Linked DNA regions of Sus scrofa: region 2 is linked to region 1. The links are chromatin contacts, called in public HiChIP or PLAC-seq maps. All regions are on one chromosome and are shown on one strand. The core of a region is the stretch at or near the end of the contact, and the rest is flanking DNA. Distances in the headings are between cores, read along the strand shown.

Region 1 (6,093 bases), core at 1,178-3,677:
TATATGCATTTGAAAGCATCCCCACAGGACACACCTGTTAGAGGAGGGTGTGGTTGGAGGGAGTTACTACTTCTAAGATCTTCATGTGTCACCACAGGGCAACCACCTACTTTGCTTACCCTTAAAGGTGACCTTGTTCACACACTGGGCACCCACGTGACAGCATATAATGCAAGACACAGTGGTTTGTTATGAAGGGTACTAGAGAGCGAGCCGGTGTTTCATATGGCACTTCCCAAATCTTCCAGAGCTTCTGCTCATCACAGTTTCTAGAATGTGCTGCAACGATGTCCAATCAGTACCTCTGGCTGATTGAATTCCAGATACCTGAGAGCTGACTCAAGTACATTTATCAGCCACTTAAGAATTTTTTATACCCAAATGCAACCTTGTGTTACAACCACATATTGGCTTGGGGAAAATGTCAGGGTAACTGATCTGTAAAAAGCTGTTAAGAAAAACCTGGAGTAATATTCCATATTACATATGTACCATGTCTTCTTTATCCATTCCTCTGTCACTGCACATGTAGGTTGCTTCCATGTCATTGCTATTGTAAATAGTGTTGCCATGAATATTGGAGTGCATGTTATCTTTTCAAATTATGGTTTTCACTGGATAGATGCCTAGGAGTGGGATTATTAGATAATATAGTAATTCTACTTCTATTGTTTTGAGGAATCTCCATACTGTTTTCCATAGTGGTTGTACCAATTTACATTCCTACCAACAGTGTAAGAGTGTTCCCCTTTCTCCACACCTTCTCCAGCATTTATTGTTTGGAGACTTTTGATGATGGCCATTCTGGTTGGTGTGAAGTGGAATATTACTCAGCCATAAAAAAGGATGAAATAATGCCATTTGCAGCAACATGGGTGGACCTAGAGATTATGGTACTAAGTGAAGTTAGTCAGACAGTGATAAAAAAACATCATGTGATATCATCTATATGTAGGATCTAAAAAAAAAAAAGGATACAAATGAACTTATTTTGCAGAAAAGAAACAGACTTCAAGGACTTTGAAAAATTTATGGTTACCCAAGGCTACAGGTCCAGGAGAGGGATGGTCTGGGGGTTTAGGATTAGCATATACACACTGTGGTATATGGAATGACTGGCCAAGAGGGATCTGCTGTATAGCATAGGGAATGCTACCTAATATCCTGTGGTAACCTACACAGAAAAAGAATCTGGAAAAGAATGGATGTGTGTACATGTATAACTGAATCACTCTGTTGTACAGCAGAAATTTTTGCAACATCGTAAATCAACTATACTTCAATAAACTTTTTTGCAATCACCACATATGGAAGTTCCCAGGCTATGTGTTGAATTGGAGCTGCAGCTGCCAGCCTACTTGGCAGCACATGGAAACCCAGGATCCTCAACCCATTGATAGAGGCCAGAGATGGAACCTGCATCCTCATGGATACTAGTCAAGTTCTTAAGGAAGCTCCAACTATACTTCAATCAAACTTTATAAAATGGACAAAAAGGGAAAGCTAGAATCTTAGAGTGATATAGAGTGACTGGATCTCTTCAGACTGGTATTCTAGGGTGCAGGACTGCCTCCACCCCCACCCCACGTGGAGGTGGAGAACCACCTGGGGATGTGCTGAGGATGAGAACTCTTAGGAGACTTTAATCTGATAGCTGGGGACAATGTGCAAGCCAGATGGATGTGTGGCAAGAGTGGGGGCAGAAAAACAACACAAGTATTAGGCCACCCCCGTACCTGACCCACACTACCTAGTAACACCAGTCAGTTCTAGCCAACTCTCCGTAAGTGATACCACCCCCTCCCCACCTTCTTACATCACATTACCCTGATTTATTCGCTCCTAGCTTGTGTTAACTGAAGCTCCCCTTTTCACATACTAGTCTTCTTGAACTCGGTTATTTGCTGCCTCCCACCCTCAACCCCCAAACCTTATCAGCCCCTCACAGCCTTAGGATCCAGCGGGTAAATTCCCCTCTAATCCCAGTTTCCAGAACAACGTGAACTGACACACAGTAGGCGTTTAATGAATACTAGTTGAAGGCATCTTATGAACTTGGAATCTTATTTCAAGGCCTTACGCAAGGACTTTGGGCAAAGAGGACCTCGAAAACCTGGTTCGGGCCACACTGCGGAGATCCCAGCCACCAGTCTCTAACCGGGTTCTAAGGATGGAAGGGCAAAGTGAGCTAGGCCCGCGCCCATTCTCCAGCCCCGGAAAGTCGGGGCCAAACAAGCGACCGCCGCCAGAGCGCCAGCCCTGCGAGGAGCCTCCAAACGGGCACGAGGACCGTGGGCAGGCCCCGCCCGGAGCCTCGCGGCGGCCGCCCCGCGCCCTCCCCCGCTGCCTGCCGGTCCCCGGGGCGACGGGGACGGCCCCGGGCGGCCAGCTGAGCCCGGGGGCGGCGCAGGCTGGAGCCGCCCCACGCGCGTCCCGCGGCCCCAGCTCCAAAGGCGCCGCTGCCGGGCCGGGGCCGCTCGCCGAGTTGGCCGCGCGCGCCCGGGGGAGCGCAGAGTTTGGAAAGTCGTCGCGAAGCTTCGGCGGAGAGCAGGGGGTGGGGGAGTGGGGGTGCAAGAGAGAAAAACCCGCCTCTTGCGAGTAGAGCGAGGAAGAGGGGGGGAAAGGCTCCGAGTTCCGCTTCCTGAACGGCGGGTGGGTAGAGGAGGTCGGCGCGGGGAAGACCGGCGGGACGCGCGCTCCGGGCCCGCGGCGGGCGATGGCCAGCGAGCGGACCCGCAGGTTCACCCGGAGCCTACTACGACCCGGGCAGGCGGCCGAGCTCCGGCACAGCGCCGCGTCTGCCGCCGCGGTGGCCGTCAGCAGCCGGCAGCAGCAGCGGGTGAGTGCGGCGCGTCGTCCGCGCCTCCCCGGGCGGCCGGGGGCCCCGGCCCGGCCTCCCCGAACCCCCGGTGCAGCGGCCCTTGCGCCCCACCCCCGCTCCCCTCCCCCGCAGCCCTCCCGCGCCGCCTCGCCGGGCGCCCCGGAGCCACCTCCGCGAGGCAGCGCCACCGACGCGTAAGGACCCGGGTCGCGTTTGGGGACTGGGGACACTCAGACGGGAGCAGCTGTGCGGGCAGCAGAAGCGCAATGTGGGAGAAGATGTGTCTGGGTTTGGGGAGGTGAAGAGGTGACGGGAACACCTCGCGAGTCACATGGGCGCTAGGTGGTAGGTGCCAGAGACTCGAGGGGTGGGGGGACGTGGGCATAGCGGAACACCTCGGTCCGCAGGTCTGCGCTCCCCGTCATTCCTGGCCACTAGTGCGCAGGAGGAGAGGATGTGATCCGGGATCCTCTCCAGAGGCAAGGCTGCGAACCCCACCTGAGTGCTGTCGCGGAAATAAATGCTCTTCTCACTCCCCTTCCTCCACGGGGTAAAAACCCACAAACCGCTTTAGAGGACTCCAGAAAGGGCTGAGGAACCAGGCTGGGGGAGACGTGGGTCATTAAGCATCCAGTGGTTTCTTGTATTTTTCTAAGATGTTCACGGGGTTCTCCCGCCAAGATTGCTTTACTGGTTACTTCCTTATTGAAACGCCTTCTAAGAGAGCTGGGTGATTTCCGCGGGAAATCCCTGGGGCAGCAGCCAGCCCATCTCATCTGATGCCCAAATCATATCCATACCTCCCAGAGGTTCCTAACTTCCAGTAGGTGTCACACTCCAGGGTGGAAGTATCGGAAGGAAAAAAAAAAAAAAAAGATCTACTTTGATGGGAAAAGGAAGCTAGTGGGAACAGCCTTAAAGCAAGACGTGGGTTCAGCAGCCGCACTCTTGGCCTGCCTTTGCTGGACCGGAATCCCACATTGTGGGTTTCATTTTTCTTTTCGCCAGGAAATATCGTTAGGAATTAAACGGCTTCTTTTAAGAGTGTCAAAGAAAGTGCTACTCTTGCCAGTCACCCATCAGAAGGGAGCCAAGAGCTGCCCAGAGCCAGTTCCCACAGCCAGGACTTTTCTTTAAAGCCAGAGGTCAGAAAGTTGAACAGAACGGAAGCTAATTGCCTGGCAGAGGAAAGAGGCATCAGATGCCCAAGAGAGTGGAGGTGATTGGAGTGTGAAATGAGTCAGTGGCCAGTGTTCCTTCTCTTGCACTTACCACTGGCTACAGTCTGCTGTTACCCAGAGGGGATTCAAACCTGTGCCAGGGGCTGCCCTGGTTCTGATATCACCATGCACATTTTCAAGGCAGGAGGGATAGCTGTCAAAAAGAACATTGGGGGAAAAAAGGTTCAATTCAAGTAAAAGAGATAGTACAATCTTCAGGCAAGCGTAGAAAATAATCTTTACTTTGAAATGATCACTCAGGATTGTGGCTTTGTCATTCTCTGCCTTTTGCTTTACAAAAGCTTTATTTTGCAATTGATTCCTGTTACCAAGTCTCACTAAGGATCTGGTGGAGAAGTGCAGAGAACTGAGGAGCATTCAGCTGGAATCAACAGCCCTAAATGTTGTTTTTGATTTTTGTTTTGTTTTTAGCTGAGTTTCCCTAGAGTTTTTGTAGCTCCTGAATTTCTGTGATAAGTATGTATCCTAGATACCTTTGTATGCATACACACACATGACTTTCTCCAAATTTCTCTCAAATTTGAAATCCTAGGGTTATCTTGTCAAAATGAATAAGCTCAATGTCTTAAAAAGAGTCGGGGGAAGGGGCGATTCCCTGGCAAGAGTGTCCCTGGCTCCCTCCTCTTACTTCAGCACCTTGGCCAACACTCCTGAACCAGCTTTTGCCAAGACATTTCAGGGGATCTTATACATCTAGTCAGGCAGTTTGGGCAGCGATTTTGGCAGCAAGAAGTCATGTGCTTGGCAGTCCATCCTATCAGTTAAACTCGTAAAGGGAAACAGGAAACTGATGACTTCTCTGAGTTGGCACTCAAACTCAGCGGGATTCTGTGAGGTAGAGCATCCCTTTTGAACCAAAACCCTTGTAATTGGACTGTGAGGTGAAGACTAAGCCTAGCTTACATTGATCCAGTTCCTTAAGACTCTTTGTGTTTGTTGCTTCAAGTCCTCAAGTCTTAGTTGTCAAGGGAGAAAATTAATAGACTGGGGGAGGACAGTTGTGGGTAGCCCACTTCAGAACTGGCACGTAGAATTGTGTGTATTGGAACAAGCTGTCATTATTGAAAAATATTTGAGACACTGGAAGATCTTGGTGAGAAAAACTGTCTCACTGTTAGATTCATACAGTACCCTTCCTGAAATCTCTGTTTAGGGGGCCCAAAGTCTTCAGAATATTATGGACAGATTGTTGTAGGATTCAATAAGAATAATAAGAGGTTGTTATGAGAACAAATGAGATTGCCAGATTGGCCCTGTAGTTTTGGGCTCTGAGAATTATATATATATGTGTACGTGTGTATACATTGCCAAATATGTACATATATAGCATGCAAACACACACATACCACACTGCAAAATGTGTTTGGATTATGGTGAGCAGAGCGCAAAAGACTGCTGAGTTAAGGCACTTACTCCTGGGTCTACTTTTAGGTCGGTTCTGAGGAAAGCAGAGGTGGATTCCAAAGCAGTTTTAACCCAAAGTACTGCAGTAGCTCATGTGCAGGCAGACTCCTAGTGAGGACCCACTTTATTCTGCATTTCTCTTAAGAACAATTATGAAGAAGTAGCTACACTCCCAAGCTCACTGCAGTGTTTTCATAGTAGTCAAGTTACGGAAACAACCTAAATGTCTGCCCAGGGATGGATGGATAAAGAAAACGTGTTCTCTCTCTCTCTCTCTCTTTCTCTCGATATATATATATATATACATACACATATATGTATGTGTATATATGTGTGTATATGACTATATTTAAGTATATAATGGATATATGGATATATGTATAACAATATGGATATATAATGTTCCATTACAGTGGGTATATAATATTCCACTGTTCGTGTATCTATCTATCTATATACACACACACACATATACATATACACACACAGATGTACACACACATATTATTCAACCTTAAAAAAGGAAATAGAAGGAAATCCTGCCATTTGTGAAAATGTGGATGAACCTAGAGGACATTATATTAAGTGAAAGAAGTCAGACACGAAAAGGCAAATATTGCACAAACT
Region 2 (6,709 bases), core at 653-3,152, 2.1 Mb before region 1:
CTACTTGTGGAAAGTGTCCCAATTTGGTGACACAATGATTCAAGCTTGACTTTTTCATTTTCTACATTAGAAGACTGGGATCCGAAGAAATAGTCCAGGAAGTCACAGAAGCAACTTGGATCAAACTGATTGTGGTTGCAAAGATTTACATAATTCCCCAAACACTAAAAAAATGTCAGGTTGTTGATCACGTAATTGTGTGGACCTGGTTCAGGGCTTTTATACAGCTCACCTTGTTTCAGTTCTCTTTTCAAGACACTATACTTAATAAATGGGTATATTAGAAAATAATGGTGTAGTAATCCGGGATTAATTTTAATTTTTAAAGAAAAGTCACTGCAGGGTTTCCCTTGCGGCTCAGCGGTAACAAACCCATGAGGATGCGGGTTCGATCCCTGGCCCCACTGAGTGGGTTAAGGATCTGGTGTTGCGGTGAGCTACAGTGTAGGTCACAGACTCGATTCAGATCCCACGTTGCTGCGGCTCTGGTGTAGGTGCGCAGCTGCAGCACCCATACGACCCCTACCCTGGGAACTTCCACATGCCGCAGGTGTGGCCATAAAAAGGAAAAAAAAAAAAAAAAAAGTCACTGAAAACTTAGAAAACACAAATCAACAAATTTTAAAATAAGGTTATCAGTCCACAGAAAACAAGTTTCAACACAAGAAGGGAGGACAGGAACAGCTAACTTTTAATCGTAAAATGAGGCAGCCCTATCAGACAGGAAGGGATAGACAACACAATTTCCTTTTGGAAAAAAATAGCAAAACCAATTCACAAGTGCTTGAAACCAAAAAGAGGCGGGTCCCACAAATAATTTAATTACATAGGAAGAGACTACCAAGCACAACTAAATCATTTTGATCCTTTCCCGTCCAGTTCCTAGGGAGTTCTCCTTTGGGATCGTATTAGCAATGAAACTGACACGGAAAGAAACGTTTTTCATCTAGAGGATACATTTAAGATTCCTCAATTAAAGTCTCTCAGTGGGGTGAGAGGCCTGTATACAACTGGTTCTGTACTTGAGAACAGAGACCCAAAGCTTTTCTTATCTTCTGTAACTAAGAGGTCACCACCTTTGAAAGGGTTCTCTCCCTGGCTCTTAGGTTGTGGGATGGCAGCCGGAGGTTTTTCTTCCACCAAAGAAAGGGGACTCCTGCAGACGGAGGACCGGCGGTACGGGAATCTGAGCTTTCCTCCAGCTTCTCTGCTGGGAGGAAATGCTAGGAGCATCTCCCGCCAGGCAGCCACACCTGCGGGCAAGGATGCTTACACACCGGCCCCCACCAGGGGCCTCCCGCGGGTGCCTGCGCTTCCAACAAAGCCTTTCATCTCCAACACTTTATCTTCTACGAAGGAAAAACGAAAAGCAAAAACTACTTTTAAAGACGGCAGACGTCGGGTTCAAGGTCATACTGAAAGGTACCAGGGCCTTGGCTGGGAAGAATAAGGAAAATGACCGGCTAAACATCGCGTTAAGTTCTCAGGACGCCCTTAGGGTGTCCCAACCCCCAAACTATTTTCTAGCCGGAAAAGCTACATTTATCGACAAAACGAGACACCCAAAAACGTTTGCAGGAGAGCGCACTGCTCTCCCTTGCCTTTCTCAGGCACCGAAGGGGCGGCAACGCCCTGAGGAGGAGGAAAGGCCAAAGTTCAAGGTCGGGACTCCACCCAGGACGACACCGCGAACCGACCGGGGTACAGCGAGTCCCTCCATCGGCCAGAGGGTCAAGGCCACCGCGCTAGGCCTGGCGGCGGCTAGGACCCCAGGCCCGGGGTAGGGAGGACGTCAGAACTCACCCCTGGGCCCGCTGGAGGGTCCCCGGCGTGGGCCGCCGCCCGCCGGCTCCCAGGGCGCTCGGATGGGCGCTCTCAGAGGCCGTTGGCCGAGCGCACTGAGGCGCCCGGGCAAACCACCGGCCGGAGAGGCCCGCAGCGGGCGGGGAGAGACGCGAGAACGTCCGGGACTGGCCCCTTCCAGGAGCCGTAGCTGAGACAGGTTCGTGGTCATGTGACGCAGGGAAGGGCGGACGTAAAGTTCCCGCGTAGGAGCGCGGGGCAGTGCGACGGCGCTCCGGCGACATCTTTGTTGTGGGCAAAGTGTGCCAACCGCGAGTAGCAGGTGTTCTCTCAGGCTTACATTTGTGAGCGTACGGAATCTTTAAGAATCTCGTGTTTACAAGGTAAAACTTTAGTAGCTCGTTAAATAACTAGTTTTCAGGATTGTTTGTATTAAATGAGGACTGGTCTGAGGCCTAAGAATCTGCGTATTCCGCCAGTTCTGCAAGAGATTCTTAAACACTAAACTCCAATTTTGACGACTTTTCAGGCCCTCTGACTCTGTCTTCCTTAACAGTGATCCTTGCCCTTACTGGCTTCATTGATACTTCAAGGTGAGATTCGCAGAAAATAAGTTAGGTTTCATAGTAGTTAGCAGCCTTATTTAGCTTCCAAGAACTGTCTGCCTATAACCACCTAACTATTGACTTTCGTGGAGGGCGGGGCGCGGTGGGGGTGGGAATCAGTACCTTGCTCATCAATATTGGGACAGAATGAAGCCAGCACAGAAAAGTTTGTATGCTTCGATTTTAACAAACAGACAAACAAAGACGTGTAAGTATGTACTTCTCTAGAGTCTAAAGATATTCCAGAGATGTTAGCATTCTTTAAAATAATTTGGGAGGTCCTCCGAGAATTTTTCATTCTTGGGCCCCTTCTTCACAGTGGGCCCAAGAACAAATTCTTAGTTTCGTTATTAACGTTAATAAATACGATTTATTCTTTTTTGTTTGTTTGTCTTTTTGCCATTTCTTGGGTCGCTCCCGAGGCATATGGAGGTTCCCAGGCTAGGGGTCGAATCGGAGCTGCAGCCGCCAGCCTACGCCAGAGCCACAGCAACGCAGGATCCGAGCTGCGTCTGCAACCTACACCACAGCTCACGGCAATACCAGATCCTTAACCCACTGAGCGAGGCCAGGGACGAACTTGAAACCTCGTGGTCCCTAGTCGGGTTCGTTAACCACTGAGCCACGACGGGAACTCCAATACGATTTATTCTTATCCTTTAAGAATAAATTGATTTTAGGAATGATCAGTCATTCCAAGTTCACCTTCTGGGGGAATTTAGAGACCAAGCTGGATAAGCCATCTATGACCAAAACCTTTAGAAGTGAGAGTTTTCCTGCTCATGTAGTATCTTTCCATTTATTAATTACTTTCAGTTTGCTTTTTATTCCTGTGCTTCCCCAGGGAAGTTGAAATAACTTTCAAATGAAGATTGTGATCCAATTACCGAATCCAAAGTTTCCTCCCTTAATATTGATCACCCTTAATCTTCCTGCATCATTTGATTCTGTTAAATTAATCAAGAATGTAGTACATCAAAGCACCTGACACTGTCTGGTAGTACATTCTCAAATTTTATAAAAAGGCACTTTCTCGCCCTTGCTGGAAACTCTGCTCCCTTGATTTTGTGATAAAGCTTCACGATGGGCTTTTCCTTTTCTTCCATCATTAGTGTAGACATTCCTGTTTATGATTCAATCCACCCTTGACTCCTTTGCACCCATAGTTGCCTCAAATCTTTGGTGGAGAAAGGTGGTATTTAAATCTAAATATATCAACAGGATTGTCTCATCCTGTTGCACTAGTTCTGGCCGTTTCTTCCTAAGCATCCTGTTGGAGCTCTGATACCAACAGGGCTTCCAAACTTCAAAACTTCTCCTCTTCCCAATCCAGATAAGTTCTGAATTTCCTTTTTCAGTTGATGGCAAGATTTTTTTTTTTTCTAGTTACAAGTTACAAAATTCTGAAGTCATCTTTCACAGCCTCCCAAGGCCCCCGCCCCTTAAATTCTCCCACCTCTATGCCAACTGTCCACTTTCTCTCCCTTTTCTGCTCCCACTGGGAAATCACTACCCATAATCTGGGCTGTTACCCTTTTAACTGGCCTCCCCATTCCAATATTTTTCTTTCTCTAATTCTAGATATTGGATCCACAAAGAACCTATTTTTGCAGTTTGTGACAAAGACATCCCAAATTTGAAGCCCCAAATACAAAAACAAATTGATAACTTACTTTTTTTTTAAACAAATTCAAAAGTCCATACAGCAGTACAATAATTTTTAAAAACACTTGAAATTGAAATAGCCTGGAAGGGCAGTAGATTAGATATTGGATCTTCCATGTTCCCGTTTATAGGAACAGTCTACTCTTAAGCTCACAGTCTTCAGTGGATCTCTATACCAACCAATGAGGTACAAGTTCAACTTGGAGTTCATGGCCCTCACCTGCTGCTATGCCACCTTACTCACCACACGTGTGTGTATGATACTTATGCATATATTCCTTATATTCTTGACCATTCATGGGTCTCTGAGATTGTTTCATGCTTTCCTAACTACTTACCTGTATCTATGCTATTTCTGCCACCTAGAAAACCATCCTACTCTCTGATCACCTTCTACTTCTTGAAACCCTAACTGCCCTTAAAGGTCCACTTAAAATGTCCCATCTTTTATGATTTCCTGAGGGCTCCAACTTTTAAATCGCTATTTGTTGGCTCTTAGGGTACTTGTCAATAGTATCATTCTGTTCAATAGTATCATTATCTATATTTTTGCCCTGTTTTCCCCACCAGATTATAAATTCTGTGTTTGAGGCCAAGGTCTGCATCTCATGTCCACATCTTCATGGAGCTAATTATATTGAGCATGTCGTAGTTGTTGGGTATAATGTAAAGAGATCTTTTTCCTTGTTTGAGTGATAAATTGGAATTATAATTCCAGGAGTTCCCTCTGCCATGCAGAGGGTTAAGTTTCCGGCGTTGTCTCTGTGGTGGCACAGGTTCAGTCCCCAGCCCTGTACAGTGGGTGAGGGATCTGGTGTTCAGCAGCTGTAGTGTGACTCGCTGCAGCTTGGATTCAGATTGGATCCCTGGACTGGAAACTTCCTGATGCCTTGGATGTGGTCAGAAAAGTAAAGAAAAAAGAAAAGATAGTTCTAAAAAGGTTTTGAGCAATGTCCGCATATTTAGAAATACTGTACAGCCTCCAAAAACCTAGAGAAGGTCAAATTTATCTGAATGGTTAAATCGAGTCCACTCATTCAAAACCAGTTACTTCTCTTCCTGTGTTTGGTTGTCTCTTAACTTATAGTAGCCCAGCTGGGATTAGGTTGAGGTGAGCTGCATACTCTTAGCACTCCACAAGTGCCCCGTCAGTAGCTGCAAAGAATCCCTTAGAGACTGACCAAGATTTTTCTTTCTACACAGGCTTATAAGTAGGGAGAATGTGTTCAAACACAGCATTCATTCTTCTACTTGTCAGCCGTAAAAATAAGTTTATTAAGATGGATTAGTACATTTTTCAACTTAGTATGTTTTCAAGTTAGGTTTTTTTGGACCCAATTATGAGAATGCATCTAAATATTTATTTGAGCAATGATTTTCTTGGTTATCTTGGAATTATTACCCAGCATTGCTATTCGTCTTTTCCTTTGATTATATCTTTTTTGTCATTTAACGCAGCCTGAGAGTTTCTTACCTATGAGATTTTATATTTTGTATATTAAAGGCATTCAACTTAACCAAATCTTTGAAATTTATGAATATTTTTCCTTGAATGGGGAGTATTTGCATTATAAATGGGAAACTTTATTAAAATATATGACCCTGAATTTCTATAATCTCTGTTTTCCCATTGATTTGTAAAAACTCCTTAAATATTTCAGTAGCAAATTAGTAAAGATATCATTAGTCATTTCACAGGAAAAATAGAAATAAACAAGCATGGACTAAATATACTGATTAAAAAAGCCCTAGGAGGAGGGAGTGGGATGGACTGGGAGTTTGGGGTTAGTAGATGCACACTATAGCATTTAGATAAGCATTTAGATAAGATTGTGCTGTACAGCACAGGGAACTATATTTAATCACTTGTGATGGAGGATAATGTGAGAAAAAGAGTATGCGTGTGACTGGGTCACTTTACTGTACAGCAGAAATTGACAGAGCATTGTAAATCAACTATAATCAAAAAATTAAAAAAACAAAAGAAAGGAAAAAAAAAAAACCCAGGAGCTCCCATCATGGCTCAGCAATAATGAACCCAACTAGTATCCATAAGGACATGGGTTCAATCCCTGGCCTTGCCCAGTGGATTAAGGATCCGGCGTTGCCATGAGCTGCGGTGTAGGTCACAGACACAGCTTCAGATCTGAATTGCTGTGGCTGTGGCATAGGCCAGCAGCTGCAGCTCCCATTTGACCCCTAGCCTGGGAACTTCCATATGCCGAGGTTGCCACCCTAAAAAGCCAAAAAAAAAGAAAAGCCCAAATACTAATTTCCTTTCTTTTTTTTTTTTTGGAAGTTTCCAGGCTAGGTGTCAAATCAGAGCTGTGGCTGCAACCTACACCACAGCTCCCAGCAACGCTGGATCCTTAACCCACTGTGCAAGGCCAGGGATTGAATCCGTGTCCTCAGGGATACTAGTCGGTTTGTTAACCACGGAGCCATGATGGGAACTCCTAAATACTAATTTAAAGTCGTAAATGTTCAGCCTCGTGGTAATAAGCAAAACGGAAATTAAAATAAGGTAAAATTGTAAAAGGACAGCAATACCCATTATTGGCAAAAACATAAGAGATGGGTATTTTAATTACAGTGTGTTGATGCCACTGGAAATTCTAGCGGTGTTCCTGGAGAGA

Evidence for each region. HiChIP or PLAC-seq counts read pairs in DNA pulled down with a chosen protein or histone mark.
Region 2: an H3K27ac HiChIP or PLAC-seq map of alveolar macrophages shows a contact between it and region 1, with 11 times the contacts expected there. The contact joins the promoter of MFF here to the promoter of DOCK10 in region 1.

What each region holds. Positions count from the first base shown.
Region 1 is chr15:126,708,089-126,714,181 of Sscrofa11.1, reverse strand. DOCK10 (dedicator of cytokinesis protein 10) reads left to right here and starts at 2,427. Exons shown (of 56, transcript XM_021074807.1): 1 at 2,427-2,839. The coding sequence starts at 2,717.
Region 2 is chr15:128,763,634-128,770,342 of Sscrofa11.1, reverse strand. MFF (mitochondrial fission factor) reads right to left here and starts at 1,902. Exons shown (of 8, transcript NM_001244126.1): 1 at 1,804-1,902.